Regions from separate parts of the Sus scrofa genome. Here all the other regions are linked to region 2. A link is a contact called in public Hi-C, HiChIP or PLAC-seq and promoter capture Hi-C data. All regions are on one chromosome and are shown on one strand. The core of a region is the stretch at or near the end of the contact, and the rest is flanking DNA. Distances in the headings are between cores, read along the strand shown. Region 1 holds the start of L2HGDH (L-2-hydroxyglutarate dehydrogenase, mitochondrial). Region 2 holds the start of ATL1 (atlastin-1). Region 3 overlaps CDKL1 (cyclin-dependent kinase-like 1). Region 4 overlaps CDKL1 (cyclin-dependent kinase-like 1). Region 5 holds the start of CDKL1 (cyclin-dependent kinase-like 1).

What was found. Promoter capture Hi-C pulls out the DNA fragments that hold promoters and counts their contacts. Hi-C and Micro-C count contacts between places; a contact is called where the count stands out from the background. HiChIP or PLAC-seq counts read pairs in DNA pulled down with a chosen protein or histone mark.
Region 1: a contact with region 2 is called in a Hi-C map of brain, with 15 times the contacts expected there. The contact joins the promoter of L2HGDH here to the promoter of ATL1 in region 2. A contact is called at or near these places in 1 of 5 promoter capture datasets (fetal liver), 19 of 47 Hi-C or Micro-C datasets (alveolar macrophages, blood, brain and 10 more) and 2 of 2 datasets of contacts at active chromatin or transcription factors (alveolar macrophages and skeletal muscle).
Region 3: a contact with region 2 is called in an H3K27ac HiChIP or PLAC-seq map of skeletal muscle. The contact joins the enhancer-like site here to the promoter of ATL1 in region 2. A contact is called at or near these places in 1 of 5 promoter capture datasets (liver), 13 of 47 Hi-C or Micro-C datasets (embryonic fibroblasts, fetal liver, fetal skeletal muscle and 7 more) and 1 of 2 datasets of contacts at active chromatin or transcription factors (skeletal muscle).
Region 4: a contact with region 2 is called in a Hi-C map of fetal liver, with 2.1 times the contacts expected there. The contact joins the enhancer-like site here to the promoter of ATL1 in region 2. A contact is called at or near these places in 1 of 5 promoter capture datasets (fetal liver), 2 of 47 Hi-C or Micro-C datasets (fetal liver and retroperitoneal adipose tissue) and 2 of 2 datasets of contacts at active chromatin or transcription factors (alveolar macrophages and skeletal muscle).
Region 5: a promoter capture Hi-C map of fetal liver shows a contact between it and region 2, with 4 times the contacts expected there. The contact joins the promoter of CDKL1 here to the promoter of ATL1 in region 2. A contact is called at or near these places in 2 of 5 promoter capture datasets (fetal liver and liver), 2 of 47 Hi-C or Micro-C datasets (fetal liver and fibroblasts) and 1 of 2 datasets of contacts at active chromatin or transcription factors (skeletal muscle).

What each region holds. Positions count from the first base shown.
Region 1 is chr1:180,067,383-180,071,115 of Sscrofa11.1, forward strand. L2HGDH (L-2-hydroxyglutarate dehydrogenase, mitochondrial) reads right to left here and starts at 1,786. Exons shown (of 10, transcript XM_001926818.5): 1 at 1,544-1,786. The coding sequence starts at 1,683. It overlaps ATP5S (ATP synthase subunit s, mitochondrial), which reads left to right and starts at 1,775. Exons shown (of 5, transcript XM_013993389.2): 1 at 1,775-1,925. The coding sequence starts at 1,790.
Region 2 is chr1:180,297,524-180,301,129 of Sscrofa11.1, forward strand. It overlaps ATL1 (atlastin-1), which reads left to right and starts at 1,911. Exons shown (of 15, transcript XM_021101558.1): 1 at 1,911-2,144. MAP4K5 (mitogen-activated protein kinase kinase kinase kinase 5) reads right to left here and starts at 1,968. Exons shown (of 33, transcript XM_021101533.1): 1 at 1,681-1,968; 2 at 1,254-1,470. The coding sequence starts at 1,361.
Region 3 is chr1:180,094,426-180,098,265 of Sscrofa11.1, forward strand. It overlaps CDKL1 (cyclin-dependent kinase-like 1), which reads right to left. Exons shown (of 10, transcript XM_021101475.1): 4 at 3,365-3,437; 5 at 971-1,061. Among named protein-coding and RNA genes, the nearest start is that of L2HGDH, 27 kb to the left of the region's middle. Within about 2 kb of position 1,561, at least 37 of the 83 cell types and tissues checked have an H3K27ac peak or open chromatin away from gene starts, as enhancers often do. A contact at or near this core is called in embryonic fibroblasts, fetal liver, fetal skeletal muscle and 5 more, where this site is marked.
Region 4 is chr1:180,113,730-180,117,349 of Sscrofa11.1, forward strand. All of the region lies in intron 2 of CDKL1 (cyclin-dependent kinase-like 1), which reads right to left. Among named protein-coding and RNA genes, the nearest start is that of CDKL1, 30 kb to the right of the region's middle. Within about 2 kb of position 1,617, at least 2 of the 83 cell types and tissues checked have an H3K27ac peak or open chromatin away from gene starts, as enhancers often do. A contact at or near this core is called in fetal liver, where this site is marked.
Region 5 is chr1:180,143,801-180,147,598 of Sscrofa11.1, forward strand. It overlaps CDKL1 (cyclin-dependent kinase-like 1), which reads right to left and starts at 2,051. Exons shown (of 10, transcript XM_021101475.1): 1 at 1,965-2,051; 2 at 672-957. The coding sequence starts at 839. It overlaps LOC110262144 (a long non-coding RNA gene), which reads left to right and starts at 1,213. Exons shown (of 4, transcript XR_002346745.1): 1 at 1,213-1,301; 2 at 2,008-2,357.

The sequences.
Region 1 (3,733 bases), core at 536-3,035, 230 kb before region 2:
ATAATAGTCAAAACTGGAAATAGCCCAGATACCATTCAACTGGTTAAGCAAAGTGTAATACATCTAACACCACAGAGTGCTACTCAACAATTAAATGGAACCCACTATCAACACAGGCAACACCTTGGATTGATTGCAAGGATATTACGCTGTGTGAAAAAAGCCAATCTCAAAAGGTTACGTATTGTGTAATTCCACTTACATAACATTCTCAAAATTACCAAACCATAGAGCTAAAAATTTGTGGTTGCCAATGGTGAGAAAAGGTGGAGAGATGAGGTGTGAACACAAAGGGGTGGGTAACAAAATCTCTGTACTGATGGAACATTTGTTTCTTAATTGTGGTGGCAGTTACCCAAATTAACACATGTGATTAAACTGCATAGAAACACACACAAATACACAAATGAGTGCATTTAAATGATGAAATCTGAACAAGGTCTATGGATTGTACCAACGTCAATTTCCTAGTTTTGATACTGTATTACAGTTATGTAAGATGTTATTATTGGGGTAAATTGGGTGAAAAAGGCTACATGAGTACTCTCTGCTCTTTTTAAACTTCCTATGGATCTTTAATTACCTCAAAATAAAAAGTATAAATGAAACTTCACTCACCTTACTTTTCTTCTCTTAAGAAAAAGTTCCTAAAAGAACTGTCTACATACCCACACGATGAATCACTAAATCCTATTCCACTCTAACCCCTCTCCAATCTACTAATACATAGCAGCCAGAGTCAACTTTTGAAACATCAACATTTAATCACTTCTTAGAAATCCTCTAAAAGACTCCTAGCGGTCTTAGAACAAGGTTTCATACATAGTTAACACAAAAACCCTGCTGTGGTGCAGCCCCTCTCCACACGGTCTCTGTTCCTCTAAGCTCCAGTCACACTGATCTTGCTCACATTCTAGTTCTCTCAACAACCAAGAACTTTCCAGCTTTGAAACCTTCGCATAAACCATTCCCTCTACAGATAGCAGAGAAAGTCTCCAAACTTCGAATCACAGGATGCTGAATTCTGCAGGGTTTGCCTAGCAACTAACTGAGCTGCTTCTCACAGGGGCAACTCTATGCAGCATGTGTGTGCCAAGAACTGATTTAAGACCGGTTTCAGACCTTCCAAGTAAAACCATGGAGGCCAGCGAATAAACAGCCTATTTGATTGTTTACAGTGTGCTAGGTCCTTTAATCCCGCAAACGACCACCTACGCAATAGACTAGGATCCTATTCACAGCTGAGCCTTTAAGGAGCTTAAGTAACCCTCCCAGAGTGGACTAGGAGGTGGTGGATTTGTATTCAAAGCCTCAAGTATTCTTGACCTCTACTCAACACTGCCTTTCTTACTCTTTTCCTCACAGACACTACGAACGATTCCAGCAGGTAGCTCCTGGGATCAGAGGTTGGAGCCCGGGCTGCACAAGATCTCGACCTTCTCTCGCGCCTAGGACAGGGAAACAGAGCAAGGGCAGAGGTCCAGCACCAGGCACTTCTGAGAGAAGCAGCGCAAGCGGCGGGGGCGGGCCAGCGGCTACTCACCTGGTGCTGGCTCTGCGGCCACCTTGGCACAACAGCCAGAGGTTCCCTGGCGCGGGCGCGCCAGCAGCGAGGAAGCCTCCGGAGAAAGCCCCGCGGGCACGTCCGTAGACGCTGCCCAGGTAACGCAGCGCCGGCACCATCACCGGTGCCCCACTCCTACCCTGCCTCAAGCCCCAGAAGCGGCCCTGGATCCCAGCACTGCCCAAGTCCCAGTGCTGTCTAGCCCCGCCTCTTGCGCAGGGGCCAATGAGAGGCGCGCCTTTGCCTCACGTGGGAGCCGCCATTAATGGCCAATGGGCGCGCGCGGCAAAGGGCGAAGGGCAGGCCGGCGCTACCGTAGACGCCAGGGACGCTCACTCGCTCCCTCCCTCCCTTCGACGCTGTGAGTAAGGAGCTAGTCCCCGAGCGGGGCGGGACTAGGGGGTGGTTACGCTCTGCCTTTTCCCTTCTGCCCTAGCTGGGCAGACTGAAAATCTGGCGTGCCGACTCTCGCGTCCTCGACTTCGCTGCCGAGTGGACTCGGGGCCGCGAGAGAAAGTCGGGGGATGATTATGGAAAAAATTTTGGTTTGGGCAGGCCCAACAACCTCCCTTTTCTAGGCCCCGCCTTCTCAACCTCCCTCTGTCTGCGACTCTCGAAGCCCAGCCCCGCGTCACTCAAGGCCCCGCCCCGCACCGGAGGCCCCACCCCCTCTCAACCCCTCTCCACGTCACTCAAGGCCCTTTGCTGGGCACCGCAGTCTCCCACCCACGTAGGGGCGCTCGCTGCCCCGCCCTAGCTTCATTCGAACCGAGGGTCTGTCATGGCAACGCCTGTTAGCCTGCAGTTTCCTGGACTTCTATATATGGGCCTCCTAGCGCGTCATTCTTTCAGTCATTTATTGGTCCTTTAAATATTAAGAGGCTTGGTGAACCAGAGGGCTTGGTCTCTATAATTATTTAGCAATCTGTTTCCTTTTCTTAAATCCTGGACCGAGATACAGTTTTAAATATGCTGTGCGGGGCTAAGAATAGCGACTCACCTGTGCAGGTCACTTCAGATCTGTTTATCTGTAAAATGAAGGAAGTGGACTATGTGATCTTTGAAAGACCTTTGTAAAACTACGTGATTCTGTATCGCTATGCCTGTTTATCGCTATGCTCCCTATGCTTGATGGAAGTTTTTAATCTTTAGGGTCAGGACAGCTGAAGGGAACGAAAATAGAATGATGTAGCCTTATTGCTGGAAGGGCTTGATACCTCTCTGAATTTGGCTCCACTTATTAATCAGGTAGCTTGGGGAAGTCATTTCACCTCTTCGCCTCAGAACCTCCTCTGTGAACTAGGAGTTCTCCCTCATAGGGCTTTTTTTGCAGATTATATGATATAAGGCTTATCAGATGTTTAGCACAGAAAAGTGTTCAATAAAATGATGGCTTTTGTTATGTTTAAATGGTTTTATCACCTGGACAGTTGTACATATTTTCTTTATTTGTGAAGACATTGTGGAATGTTACCTGCTCGTTCATCACAAATGAAAAAAAAAGAAATAGTTTTTAGTTCGATTTTTCATTTTGAGCTAATTGTAGATTCCCATGTAGTTGTAAGAAACAGTCAAGTGATAACATCTTCTAAAATGATCATACAATATCACAACCAGGAAAATGACATCGACACAGGCCATGGATCTTATTCAGGTACCCCTCGTTTTACATGTATGTATGTAGTTCTGAATACTTCTATGGCATATGTATGTAGATTCTTGTATCCACAAGTCAAGCTGTAGCACAGTGCCATCACCACCAGGATCCCTCTGCTGGCGGGACACCCTCTTCCCCTTTCTCTTCTCCCTCTAAAGTTTTGTTATGTCAGGAATGTTATAATAAATGGAATTATATAGTATGTAATTTTCTGGAATTGGCTTTTTCACTCGGTGTAATCCCTTGAGTTCCATCCAAATTGTTGCATGTATTGATAGTTTATTCTTTATTACTGAGTAGTAGTTCATGGTATGGACATAACACAGCATGTTTAACCATTCACCCATTGAAGCTCTTTTTCAGTTCACCCATTGAAGCTCACCACATGTGAGCTCTTTCTAGTTTTTAGCTATTTCGAATAAAGCTGCTGTGAAAATTAGTGTACAGCTTTTTCTGTGAGCCTGTTTTTTGTATCTCTGGGATAAATGCCCAAGAGTCTAATTACTGGGTCA
Region 2 (3,606 bases), core at 661-3,160:
GCAAAAACTGGAACCTTCCTCTCACAATTCAGCATCCCATACTAGAACAGTGTCTAGTACAGAAGATTCAAATGCTGTTTTAAAGGATAAAAAGCCTATCCATTACAGTGCATCTCAACAGACTCAAACAGTGCTAGAGCTGTCATAACCCAACCTTGAATTGTTACTATTAACAGAGAGGATATTAAAAATAGAAGTTAGGAAGAAGGGATATTTTCCTTCCATATTACCACCTGTACAAAAACAACATACCCCAGAGGAGTGTTCTGGTTAATTACCCAAGGCTATTTCAGCTATATGCAGGAGTGTTGTTTAGAATAATGGGATACATGACATGATCAAATACAATAAACAAAGCTTTTGCAAAATCAAAGGCAAGTTCCCTTAACATACCCATATGAGTTACATTAATGCTCCCTTTTTGGAACAGAGAACAAAAAAGCATAAGGCAATCTGAAACAATCTCTTTCCTCTTGATCCTTCAAGAACTCGGTGGATTTCGGGAACTGGGTTTGCTTGCCTGTGACTTTTTTTTTTTTTTTTTTTCAAACTAAGAGTAACTCATTCCCATCATTTGTCTCAAATAAAGCAAAAGAGCACAATTAAAAAGACAGCTGCTCTTAACTATTCTGGGTCATGGGATGTTATCAATCCCAGAGAGAGGAATTGCCAAAGAAGAATTAGAAAATCATCATCAGATACAAATGCCAAAACTTCTACCAGGAAAAGCATTGTTCTGCATAGGATAATGTTTGTGCACACATCACTTTGACCCAGCATTAGACTACTTACAGTTAAAATTGAGAGACTGGGGTTTCAAAGGACTTTTTAAAACAGCATCATCCATCAAAAAGTTTTTTGTGAAAATGTGAGAACGTCAATATATTTCCTTGTCTACTGTCTTCCAGGAAGCATTTTTTCCATGTTAAGACAAGAATATCCTCAAGCGCAACTCCATAAGCAGATTCGAACTTTCTTGGATACCATAAATAAGCATTAAAAAGCCTTTATACCACACACACGCACAAAAAAAGTACAACGGTGGTTCGCAAAGGTGTAGTTAGTTCTGCTTGTTGGAGCGATCAGTGCAAGCATGGATTAGAAGGCGCTCCGAATGGAGTAAATGGGACCCGGCCGCGGCATCTCCAAGATGCAACAACAAAAGCATCCTCCTTCCTTCTCACACTTCCTCAGAAAGTGGCCCTATTCCCGGGAGCCAGCGGACCGCAGGAAAAGAGCCTGGCCTGCCTCACCTTATAGACGTCCCCGTAGGTGCCGCTGCCGACCCTCTGAACGAGCTCGTAGTCTTGCTGCGGGTTCCGCCTCAGGATGTCCGCGGCAGGCCGCAGAGGGGCCTCCATCTTCGTTCAGGGCCCGGCCCCCGCCGGCTGTGCCCGCGGCGCCCCGATTCCCGCTAACGAGGACGAGCGGCGCCGCTTCCCAACATGGAGCCTCTGCCCGCAGCTCCGCCTGCACGAGGGACGAGCAGAGGCTGCAACCCCGAGCGGCCCAGTCCCGTCCTTTCCGCCCCAGCGGGAGCCGCTACCAGCGGGCCTGGAAGGGGTCCCCAGCGCCCCGCCGCTGCCGTGTTCCGGCCGCGGCCCTTCCCCCTCCCTGACCGCCCGCGAACTGTCGGGCCGGATTCTGCCCGCCCGCCGGGGCCCGGGGCCGGCTCGGTACCTGAGGGGGGCGGCCCCGCTCTTTGTTGAGCGCCGCGCCCAGGACCTACTTCCCCGCCGGCGCCTGCGTCTTGATTCCCGGCGCCCGCCGGCCCTCCAAGTCCAGCTGTGCTGCCGCCGCTGCCTTTCGCTGCACCGCACGTCCTCTCGCGGGCGGCGGAGGCGCGTACCGTCGCCGCCGCCGCCGCACCACGTTCCCCACCCGGGGCTGCGTCACCGGGAGACACGTTCCCGGCCAGCGTGGGTCGGCGCCCAGCGTCCCGCCCGAGCGCGCCGGCCGCGAGACCAGAGTGCCGCCCTGAGGCCTGCTCGGGACACGACACTCTCCCGGCCGGGCCGCCGCGCCCCCCTGGCCCGGAGCGTCCTTTCCTGAGCCGGGCTCTGCTCCCCACTCTGGGGGTCACGGACGCCCCCGGGCATTCTTGGGCTGACGCGCCTCCGCTAAACCGCTCCCAGCTTTGTCAGGTAAACCTGGAGGGTGGCGGGTAGAGTAGTAGGGTGGGCACGAGGGCGATGGGAACGCAGCCCTCCCAGTTGAGAAAATGGTTCGTTGAGGGCACTGAGCCAGAAGTAATCTGGCAATGGGGCGCCCGGGAGGGAGGTGGGGGAGTGCCAGATTAACTAAGTCGCGGCACACCCAACTGCACCTTCCTGTTTTGCAAACCATTCCCAGTGGTACCAGTTTGAGGCTGCACTGCACACCTGCGCAACCTGTCTTCCACTAAGTTTTCCCAAGACATTTCCGAAAGTCGGAATTCCTAGGAAGTCTATGTGGTTCTTATCCCTGTTGGGCACACGCAGTGTCTCAGCGCAGGTATTGTTCCTTTAATTGGGTCGGGAGTTCTGCAGCAGCTGAAAATCAGGGACCACAACCTGGTTCTGACTCTACCACTTACTCAGTATGTGATCTGGGACAAAAAAGACATCCTATTTGGCAATATCTCCACATCCTTATCTGCAGCTTGAAGAGGGTAGGGTTTTGCATCCGACACCTGAGAAAGTGTTTATAAGGCATTTTACAAGATTGTAAAGGGCGTTATCAAATATAAAAGGCTTTTTAACATACTTCACAATGCACAGAATATGAAACAGGAGTTTAGGGAAGTAATTTGGCTGAATATTTCACAAGCTGTTTTGTAGTTTCACTTCCAGTCTTGTTCCAAGGTAGAAATAAGGTTGCCAGATTGATTTTGTTTGTAGAGCCCAATGAAGGTTTTGAACAAAAAAATTCAGCTAACACTTGACCAATCCATTTAGTGACTGAAAAATCACAAAAGAGCAAGTCACAGATGCTGGCCTGTAGCTTTGAACATCCAATTCATTCCATTCTCGGGCAATATATCCCTTATTGTTGATCATTGTAATCAGTTTGGTAATGTACAAATTAACTTCACACCTTAGCTGTACAGGGAATATATGTATTTTTTTGTGTTCCATGCACAAAGAGCACTTATTTAGGGAACATAAGTAAGCTCAGACTTACATGCTCTATGGACAAAGCCTATGTGTTTGCTGCATTGAAAAAATTGTTGAAGAACAGTTCCTTCTTTCAAAGCTTCTTGGCACTTGTTTTGGTGGGCAAATACTTTTGGCTTCAATGACTCAAAATCTTTTCAAATGTTCTATTGGTATCCTAGTACTTGTTTACTGTCATAGACTCTTTTTTTCCTCCTTTGACCATATAGGTATTGATCCTTTTTCTAGTCTGAAATTTACTTATTCTTATTTATATCTCCATTATTCCTCAGAGAATTTGAGGCAACATACAGAAAATGCATACTACAACATAAGATAAAAATAAGTAAATGAGGAAATAGGTATGATGTTAAAGAGAGAAAAATAGGATACCAGAACAGTGTAGCAAATTGGCCAAAGCAGAACATTTTACAGTGTTTTGAGGATCACAGTAAACCAGTTGATTGAGAGA
Region 3 (3,840 bases), core at 311-2,810, 200 kb before region 2:
GCCGTGAGCTGTGGTGTAGGTCACAGACACAGCTCGGATCTGGTGTTACTACGGCTGTGGCATAGGCCAGCAGCTGTAGCTCCGATTAGACCCGTAGCCTGGGAACCTCCATATGCTGCAGGTGTGGCCCTCAAAAGGAAAAAAAAAAAAAAAAAAAATCACTGATGTTAGAGCTCCACCCCAGTCCAATTAAACCAGAACTCCTGGAGGGGTACCAGTATAGTTTTTATAGTTTCCCAGATGATTCTAATCTGTAGCCAAAGTTGAAAACTATTCTTCTAAAATAGAACTTCTGGACTCCCTTGGTGGCACAGCAGTTCAAAAATCAGGCATTGTCACTGCTGTGGCTTGGGCTACAGCTGTGGCGTAGTTTTGATCCCTGGCCTGGGAACTTCTGCAAGTCGGGGGAGCAGCCAAAAAAAAAAAAAAATACTTCTAAAAAGTACTGTTTTAGCAAAAAAAAGGTAAAAAACAGGAGGGAAATGCACTTTTTAATAAGCACTTTACAGTGGTAAAATTTACATACAATATACATTTTTAAACCACTATATGTCTACGTATTTTCAATAACTGCAGAATCATATACATATATTTTTTGGCTTTTTTCGGCCCCCACCTGCAGCATATGGAAGTTCCCAGGCTGGGGTTGAATCGGAGCTACAGCTGCTGACCTACACCACAGCCACAGCAACTGTGGAATCCAAGCTGCATCTGTGACCTACACCACAGCTCATAGCAATGTCGAATCCTTAACCCACTGAGTGAAGCCAGGGGTCGAACCTGCATTCTCATGGATAATAGTCCCATTTGTCAATGCTGAGCCACAACAGGAAGTCATGCAGAATTATAATTTATAGTAAGCTTATGCCCCAAGTATATAAGAACTAGTTTTCTATAGCATTTAAGTCCTTTATCACATAAGGAATCTTTCTGCCTCTGACATTTGCCTAAAGAATACTTCAATACTCACTCAAAAGCCGAGCAAATCCAAAGTCACAAAGCTTAATCACTGAATGTTTTGTGATGAGGATGTTTTCTGGCTTCACGTCTCTGTGTATGCACTAGTCATAAACATCAAACCAAAGCAGATTATAAAGGAACAACTATAATACATGAGATAAATAAAACATGAATATTTAATCAGATATTTGAGAAATCATCTGAATCTCAGTGGCCTTTTGGAAAACAGTCTACAAAACAGCAGCCTAAAATAAGCATCAAACCCATCACAGTATGAATCAGCCCAAATTCCTTAGGGCCCCAAAGGACCAACCAATGTGAAAGGAAAAATGAAAGTAGGGTAGCCAGATAAACAACAAACAATTTTTTTAATATAAGTCTGTCTAATATTTAATCTGGCTACTGTAGGTAACAGGGAAAATACTAAAAGGCTCTTGGTGAGGCCTGCATCATGGTTGCAAAAGCTGCAAGTCGGTGCATAAGCAGAATTCATGATCCAGTTGTTTAACTGAGAACAGAACACATTCCTCCTGGTAAACAGGACAAGCCCTGGGCCTGCAGAGATAAGCTGGGGAAAAGAAGGGGGAGGGAAGCAGGAGCTTGCCAAGAGACCTCCCTTCCAGCTCCGACATTCGTCCTCACAAGATAAACAAGGGTAGGCAGTGCTCACCCTCTGGGGAGTTGCTAGATGTCAGCTCCATCCCACATACATCAAGCTGGCTTACTGCCGCCTCCAGCCTGCCATAGTTTAGACACAAATCACCTGTGGTTTCCAAACCCCAGCTGACATTCTTCAACAGGATGGTGTTACAAGAATGCTTAAGAACTTCCACATGATTTTCTTATTAAATTACAAGGTTTTTTTGGCAAGGAACAAATCAACAACCTAATTAACAATTACATAAAAACAACCGTTGGATCAAAATACTGTTCAGGTTAATCTTCCCTTCCAACCGTCTTCCTCTCTGGAGAAGAATGCTGGATCTTTTTGCAATCTGAGAGACCCTCTTTGGCTTTTGGCTGAAACCCTGGGGTTATTCTTGACTTTCTAGAATCTGGACAGAGTACAGAGGTCCCTCTTGTGCCTGGCCTAGTTTTCACTCCAAAGGACCTTCCGGGTGACAGTTCAGTGTTAGTGTTTCCCCAAGAGTATTTTTTATTCTGGAAAAATGTGGGGAGACGATTTCAGAATTATTTTATTACTATCTATCTAGTTCTCAGCAAGTAATGGCCCTGAGAGCTCCACTTTTTTTTTAAAAAACCACTGGCTTCCTATATTACTATAAATGGATACACCCCTGAATATCATGACAGATGGCCAGAAGTACTTGTGAGCAAGAATGTGCTCCTATTCTGTTCTGGGAATTCTTGACAAGTTTCTAAACCCTCCCCACATGCACATGTGGCCAAACAGCTTCGGGGCTCTCCAGGGAACTGCAGTGTGCAGTTATATATATTTGTTCTTAGAGTCTGCTTTTCTCTACCAGGGTCTTTCTATGGCTCTCTTGCTCCCTCATCCTAAAACTTCGCTCTCAGGAAAGCTGCTAACCCTTACTTGCAGACAAGAGCAACACGTATAAGGTGTCCATGCTCCCTGGCATGTGTGCACTTGGATGAGGATGGTAGCTTTCAGTTAGGTGGCAGCTCAGTAGGAGCGGAGTCCTGGCTACTCTCAGGTTTTCTTCTTCTGGGAAAGCAGCTTTAGGGAAAAAAAAATCACTTAGGACAGCATAAGGAAGGGGATTCAGCACCACCTGTAAACTGCCCCTGGCAGTTGTTAGGATGACATACTGCAGTCAAATTGCCCTTGTGCCCAAAACGAAGCTCTGATACTGGAGTCTGGCTTCTGTGTGCAGGGAGTGGGCACTGTTGTACCGGGGAGAGCTGGAGGCTTCCCAGTATCTATGAAGCCGCACCACCTGGGCAAGGGGCTACCATGCCTCCCACCAGGCCTGGTATCAAAGAGGCTCCCACTGGTGGCTTTGTGGCAGATGTGGATCACCTATCTCACCAATGCAGACATGCGCATGTGTGTGTGACACTTGGGACTCCACCTACTGCAACTCAACAGGTGTGCATCACCCAGGGTCCCCTCCCCAGTTCCATAGTATCTGGACGGTATCAGATGAACACAGGCTCTGAGTGAATGGGATTCTGCCTTAAATCTGAACAATCTCTTATCAGTGCAAATATAACTACTGTCTTAAAATCATAAAAATACATCTTTAAAACCTAAACAGGAAGGAAACACTAGGTTGGCATTTTTGGCCTCCACTTATCCCAACCAGACTTAAGATTTGAGTGATTTTCTGTCCACAAAAGCATGATAAAAACTTTGTGCAAAGGCTCCACCTCAGCTGAAGGGCAGCCTTTTGATTTCTCAGAGGGAGATCATGAGACTTACATTGTGTTTATGGCAAAAATTTATAGCTTGCAATGTCTGCCAAGTTATGCTCTTCACGAGATGTTCTGGTACCCTAATAAAAAAAGAAGAAGAAGCAACAAAGACACATTCTTTAGTGTTGCCATGGAATTCAGCTCAATAATAGAAAGACGTAAACCAAGACAAGCCTAAATAGTGAAAAATCCTAGGTGAAGTGTACAGCCTTCTCACTCATGGGTCAGGCATCCCAGGAGTCCAAAGTGTAAAGAACGTGTGATCAGAACACTGCTGAATTCCAGGGACACAAGGTACCAACAGGTAGATCTACTTCTTCAGGGAGGGACCATGAAGACCCACAGGGATTTCAACAAGTACTTATGAACACCTACCTGGAACATCTGTGACACCACTGGGAACCTGCCTGGTAACCTGAGCTCCATTTCTACAAGGAGCTTTCTGTTGATGGCAAGTTATTGAATATCAAGCATAAAAGATGC
Region 4 (3,620 bases), core at 367-2,866, 180 kb before region 2:
TATGGCAAAGTTATTTCTCAAACTATTTTTACAACATTAAAAACATTTTTATTGGAGTATAGTTGACTTGCAATATTGTATTAGTTCCAAATGTAAAGCAAAGTGAATCAATTATACATATATCCATTCTTTTTTCCTGTTATTATAAACTATTGAGTAGATTTCCCTGTGCCAAATAGTAGGTTCTGGTTAAATATCTATTTTATACAGTAGTGTGTATATGTTATTCCCATCCCCCTAATTCCTCCCCCCACCCCTGCCACAGTTTCCCCTATGCTAACCGTAGTTTTTGTTTATTTTCTATTTATTTATTTTTTTTGTCTTTTTGTCTTTTTAGGGCTGCACCTGCAGCACATGGAGGTTCCTAGGCCAGAGATCTAATTGGAGCTCTAGCCGCCAGCCATAGACACAGCCACAGCAACAGCAACACCAGATCCAAGCCTTGTCTGTGACCTATACCATAGCTCACAGCAATGCCTGATCCTTGACCTGCTGAGCAAGGCCAGGGATCAAACCTGCAACCTCATGGTTCCTAGTAGGATTCGTTTCCACTGTGCCACAATGGAAACTCCTAACTGTAAGTTTTGTTTTGAAAATTGTGTTTATCTTTTATAAATAAGTTATTTTGTATCATTTTTATTAGACTCCATACATAAGTGATATCATATGATATTTGTCTTTCTCTAACTTCACTTAGCATGATAATCTCTAGGTCTATCCATGTTGTTGCAAACAGCATTATTTCATTCTTTTTTATATATATATGCAGCACATCTTTTTTCATTCTTTTTTATATATATATGCAGCACATCTTTTTTTTTTTTTTTTTTTTTGTCTTTTTGCTATTTCTTTGGGCCGCTCCCGCGGCATGTGGAGGTTCCCAGGCTAGGGGTTGAATCGGAGCTGTAGCCACTGGCCTACGCCAGAGCCACAGCAACGCGGGATCCGAGCCGCGTCTGCAACCTACACCACAGCTCACGGCAATGCCAGATCGTTAACCCACTGAGCAAGGGCAGGGACCGAACCTGCAACCTCATGGTAGAAGGTGGCAGCTTTCCTGGCAGAGGCCTGGATCTGAGCCAGGAGGGAACTCAGGTCACTGAAGGAACTTCGAGAGAGTGTGGTTTAATGGTCAAGCACATGGACCCAGTGTCAGTGAGACAGTCAGAAGGCAGGTTCTACAGGGCCTTGCAGAACATGCTAAGAAATTTACACTTTATCCTAAGTGCAATGGGAAGCTACTGGGAGGAAATTTAAAAGATGTGATACCGGACCATTCAGATTTTTAAAAGCTCATGTGGGTGGCAGGATACAGAATGGCTCAGAGGAGGCAATATGATGAGAGGAGACCAATGAAGAGTCTGTTGATGGCCGAAAGCTTGGACCAGAGTAGAGGCAGGATATGGGGAGAAAGACGCTGTTCAGAGATAGACTCTGTTATTAGAATAATGAGAATATGCTGATGGACCGGACATGAAGGATGTAGGAGAGGGGTGTGTTGAGAATGATCAAAGGTTTGCAAAATGGGTGGATAGTGGTACTATCACTGAGGGGAGGGGCAGGTTTTAGAGGGAAGGAACTACTGTTTTGGCATCATGGGTTGACAGGGACTCTGAGATACCCAAGTGGAGGCAGCAGTTTGGCCAGAGTGTGAGCTGAAGATAAAAGCTGGGGAGCTGGCATGAGTATAAGTGAAGCCATGCATAGAAGGGGTTGGCCAGATGAGTGAGTGAGAAAGAAGAGTCCCGAGGAACCCCAGCTCCCTGATATGCAGTAGATGAGGAGGAAGCAGAGAAAGGGAAAGGGAAGAAGGTGCCCAAGGCGGGGGCGGATGACACTATGGAGACATTGCAGAAGGAGGAAGTGGTGACCGTGCTGCTGAAAATTCAAGTGGCCAGAAGACTGAGAAGGGCCTGAAGGCAGGAGCTTCCTAAAGGGGGATCGTGAGACCTGGGTGGAAGCAGTGTCGGTGCAATGGGTGAGAGCAGGAGCCAGGTGGTGTGGACGTAGCATTCCAATCCACCTTACCCCTCTCTCCTGACTTCAGAGGCAGAACTCCGAGGGAACCTATGGTCCTGAAACCAGTTTGCAACTAGTAGCCTGGAAGTCTACATCATGGCTCCAATATGGAGACTCTTGGTCAGGAAAGTTTGGGTGTTTCTACCTCAATCCTGAATGGGCTCTTTTATTGGCATTGGGAGGAATTAGATGAGAAGAGCCAAGCAACATGACAGATAAACTGTTCACAGGTGTACTCAACATGTTTGTTATACAGACAAGTAGTCTTGATAGAATAGACTAAATTGCCATATATACTACAAAGATGTATTTCAGAGCTCTTTTCATTATAATTCCTTTCTGTTTATGGGTATGTGAAGCCAAAGCTTCCAGCCCTGGTCTTTTAAAAAAATTTTTCTGGCCATGCTAGTGGCATATGGAGGTTTCCAGGCCAGGGATGGAACCACACCAAAGCAGCGACCCAAGCCGCTGCATTGACAATGCCAGATCCATAACCTACTGCTCCACAAGGGAACTCCATCAGGCCTGGTCTTATTCCTCAGCATTCTGACCAGTGCTGGCCCAATCTTGGATCTCAGTGCCTCTTCCCAGGCCAGTCACCATCCTTCAGTTATTCTATATCTAGAAGCCTGGGCTGGCTCAGACTCAGATTTAGTTTCTCTTATATAACATTCCTGACTTTGCTGCTGCTATTTTATTTTGGTCTCCTTTTTATTTTCTGTGTTTTGAATATGGTTATTTCCTATCATGCTGCAAAGTAAAGCGTTTTCTCTGATATTAAAAAAAGAACTCTGTCTTTACCTGATGAATTTAACCTGAGTTCTACTCGGTCCATCCCCCTCACCACCACCACCCACACAACTGAGATGGTACATACGCTTCACAAGCAGCTTCCTCCACATTGTCATCAAGCCTTCCTCACTGCCCACCTCTCCACTGTGATAAGCTCAGGCCTCAACATCCTCTAGGGTCAAGTGTTTCACCTTAGCATTTTGAAGAATTTTGACCTATGTGCCAACATTTCAGATCAGAAAACGTTACTTTAAAACCCGATTACTGGAGTTCCTGCAGTGGCTCAGTGGGTTAAGAAGCTGACTGCAGCAGCTTGAGTCACTGCAGAGGCTCTGGTTTGATTCCTAGCCAGCTCAGTGGGTTAAAGGATCTGGGGTCGACATAGCCGTAGCACAGGTCACAACTGTGGGTCAGATTCAATCCCTGGCCCAGGACCCTCCATATGCTTCGGGTGTGACCAGAAGAAACAAAACAAAACAAAACCCTGTTACCGAGTCTTCAAGTTCTCTCAAAGATGATGCCGCTCTAGCAATACTGGGCCTGTGATCTCCGTGGCACTGGTGAGCTGAGGTTGAGAAGCAGCTGTCCACTCTAGATAAGGCCTGAATACTTGAGTTCATCACAGTTCCCACCACACCCGACCACTCCCTGACACTAACGCCAAGTGAAAGTGGCCCTTTACCATCATTCTTTCACTATTTTAAAATTTTTATTTATTTTTATCGAAGTATAGCTGATTTACGAAATTGTGTTAACTTTTTTCTACAGCAAAGTGATTCAGTTACACACACACACACATTCTTTCTTTC
Region 5 (3,798 bases), core at 801-3,300, 150 kb before region 2:
CTTTTCCTTCTTAATTTCCATTCCAGGAAAACAAACAAACAAACAAACAAGCAAAACTTTCAGCTTCAAATAAACAATACCCCTCCCTCCCATATCAGTCTCCCAGAATTAACTAAATAAACATTTTTTAAAGCCATCATTTCACTTCTTTGAGAAAAATCCTTCTTCTAGAGACAAGACATTATGATGCTCAACAGTAGATAAACTGAGGCATAAGGAAAATCTGTCCGCTTCCTAACAATCTGAAAACAGGTGCATGATGTATGCTTTTCATGGACTGAGAATACCCACAGAAGACAGCCTAGAAGTTTAAAAATCATGCATGCTGGCTGACTGGAGGTGTGGAAAATTCCAGTGCTATCAAAATTGATGGCTCTACAAGAACCAGATCTACAGGTGACATGGGGAAAAAAAGCTACTGGGAAGAAAAATAAACTATCCCATAGCCTCTCTGAAAGTGAATACCACCTTTCCCTGCACTTATGGCTCTGCTTTAATTCATTATATAATTTGTGACTCCTGCACAGACGTCCCATTTGTGTCATGGGGGACAAAAATCCATGAAGGAAGGAGGTGTAATGGCATCATAGGGCATTTATTTCATATAACATGACCCACTTTAATTTTTTTTTAAATTTTTTTTTAGTGTCTGAAAATTCAGAAGTCATTACCTTTAGCATGCGGATTTCTCGAAGGGCGATTTTCTTTATCACAGGGTCATCTTCGGATTCCAAAAACCTCTTGATGGCCACAATCTGACCCGTGTCTCTATTTCTGCATTTGAAAACAACTCCATAGGATCCTTCGCCTATTTTCCCAATTTTTTCATACTTCTCCATCACAGATAAATAAATCTTCTTAAAATGAATCTTCACATAGTTTGACAATGTCGCTGATAAAATATCAGCATGAAGCTTGCACTAGTGCCCCACTCAACGATGGGTCTTTGTCAAGGACCTAGAACAGAACAACAGCACTTACTAAAGAATTAAGAATTGACCCATTCCCTTAAAGCCTCTTCTCTCAGCCGTGGCCACTCGATCAAGGATGAGAGTTAGCGGCCTCCGGTAACCCAAAGTTTAATCGTCTGTTATATACCCTGCAAGTTAAAATGTAACCTGCCATCCCAAAACGAATCGAGTTGTAAGACAATCTATCTTTTTTAATGTTAAGTTTATCCGATCTAAGACACCTGAGCTGGCTGGAGGGCCAGGACCGCTAAGGGCTTCCCTGGTTCTAATATCGGGTCTCATTTCCCTTCGGCAAGAAGACACCTCCCTGCTCCCCGGGGGCGGGGCGGGGTAAGTAGGACGGGGCGCGGCGAGGACGGGCGGGACGGGGGAGAGCCCGGCAAGGCGCTCGCCCCGCGCCCAACAGCCCCGCACCTCCCGGGGCTGGTCCGGAGCCCAGCGAGGAGCCGGGCCGCGCGGTCCCTCCGCCTCCCGGGCCACCTCTTCCGCCCCGCCGCAACTGAGAAAAGCCCCCAGCGCCTCCCGGCTTCCCACCCGCGTCCCGGCCCGCGCCGCGCAGCCTCGAACGGCGCCACGTGGCGCCCGGGCTCGCGTCTCCCTCCTCGCCCGGGACTCACAGCGCCGCGGCTGCCGGGCCTGACCTCGCTCCCGCCTCGCAGACTCTCCCCCGGCTGGGTGGCCGCCGGCCCGCCCGCGATCCCTATGGGAACGGGCCTCCGCCCCGGGCTGGCCTGTGCGGGACCGCCGCGCCCCGGCTTCCCTCCCGGAGCGGCCACGATCTTGGCCACGGCGGAGGGCCCGCGTGGACGGCCCTTGCCGCGCTGGAGGAGCTGTTCTGAACGTGGGCAGGGGTCCCTGCTAGTTCCTCAGCCGGGGAGAGAAGGCCTTCAGATTGCAAACTCCAGCAGGTTGTGGAGAAAGCAGCTCTGGCAAAGTCGGCTGGGAAGACGCCTGCGCCAGGAGGCCCCCCCCCCCCCTCCCCGCGGCCTGTACCTCGCTGCGGTGTAACTGATTACTCGCCGGTATTCTCTACCAGACTGTAAACGCCTTGAAGGCAGTTTCTACCTCAATGCGGTAGCCGCCAGAAAGGAATGAATGGAAAAAAGGGAGAGAGGAAAAGAGGAAGAGGGCGGTAAGATGAGTAAAACTGGTTAAAGTCAGAAATTATCCCCCACTAGCTTGGGTGGAGGAGTGGGGGCAGAGGGGATATGGTCCTTGACCGCTGACTTGCACTGTAGCTGAGATTTATAATGTGAGAAATAGAGGCTTACGGAGCCTGCCCTGTTTTCTGTTCCACATTTCCATCCTTCTCCCAACTGGCTTCTACTTGTCAGGTCTGAGCACAATGGTGGAAAGTTAATGGACCTGGGGAAATCGTGAAATAAGGTAATTTGTCTCTGGGCAGATTGCCTCAAAACTTTATCTTCTGTCTTGTTACATATGCCTAGCACTGAGATGATGTTAGCCCTAGAAGCAATACCTGAGGAGGGAAAATTAGCATACCGCCTATGACACAAGTACCAGTCCTGTGCCAAGCAGAATACCACTAAATGTAAATCAAGATAGGGTTCAGGATGAAGGTGGAAGGAGAGAGATTGGTGGCTGCTTTGAAAATGGAGTGGCATATAGATGGGGTCCAGGGATGGGCTAAAGGTGGTCTGTGAACCTCCCAGAAATTGTTTCTAAACAGCAACCACTCATGTGTTTTCTGTTTTTATGCCTCTTCCAGATGTCATATAAATGGAAATATATATTATGTAGCCTTTTGAGGCTAAGCAGCTTTCATTCAATATAATGTATTGGAGATTCATCCACGTTGCTGCATTTATCAGCAGTTTGTTACTTTTTATTAGTGAGTAGTATTCCACTGTATGGATAAGCCATAGTTTGTTAACCCCAATTGAAGAACATTTGAGTTGTTTCCAGCTTTGGAGAGTATAAACTAAGCCACTCTAAACATTCATGCATGGTCTTTGGTTTGAACATATGTTTTTGTTTCTCTTGGGAAGATAATACTTAGGAGGAGTACTGCTGGGTCATATGTTAAGTATATGTTATTGTAAATGACTGCTAAAATGTTTTCCAAAGTAACTACCATTTTACATTCCTGCCCACAATGTTCCAATTACTCTGTGTCTTTGCCAGCAATTGGTATTCAGTTTTTTTTTTTTTTTTTTTTTTTTTTTTGTCTTTTTGCTATTTCTTGGGCTGCTCCCACGGCATATGGAGGTTCCCAGCCTAGGGGTCGAATCGGAGCTGTAGCTGCCAGCCTACGCCAGAGCCACAGCAACGCGGGATACGAGCCGAGTCTGCGACCTACACCACAGCTCACAGCAACACCTGATCGTTAACCCACTGAGCAAGGGCAGGGACCGAACCCACAACCTCATGGTTCCTAGTCGGATTTGTTAACCACTGCGCCACTACAGGAACTCCGGTATTCAGTTCTTTTGATTCAGCCGTTCTAATAAGTGGATGATGGTCACTTGTGATTTTAATTTGCATTTCCCTAATGACTAACATTGAGCAGTTTTTCAAATGCTAATTTGCCACCTGTATGTTTTCTCACTTATAGATTCTAGAAGGGTTTTTTAAGTTCCTTGTGGTTTTTTTTTTTTTTTTTGGACAATCATGTCATCTGCAAATAGAAGCAGTTTTTGTTTTTCGTAACTGGAATGCTTTTTCTTTGTTTTTCCTGCCTTATTGCACTTGGTATGTCCTCCAGTGTAGTAGCAAATAGAAGTGGTGAGAGCAGACATCCTTATTAGTGATTTTAGGAGGAAAACATTCAGTCTTGCACCATTAGGTATGATGCTAACTAGATTTC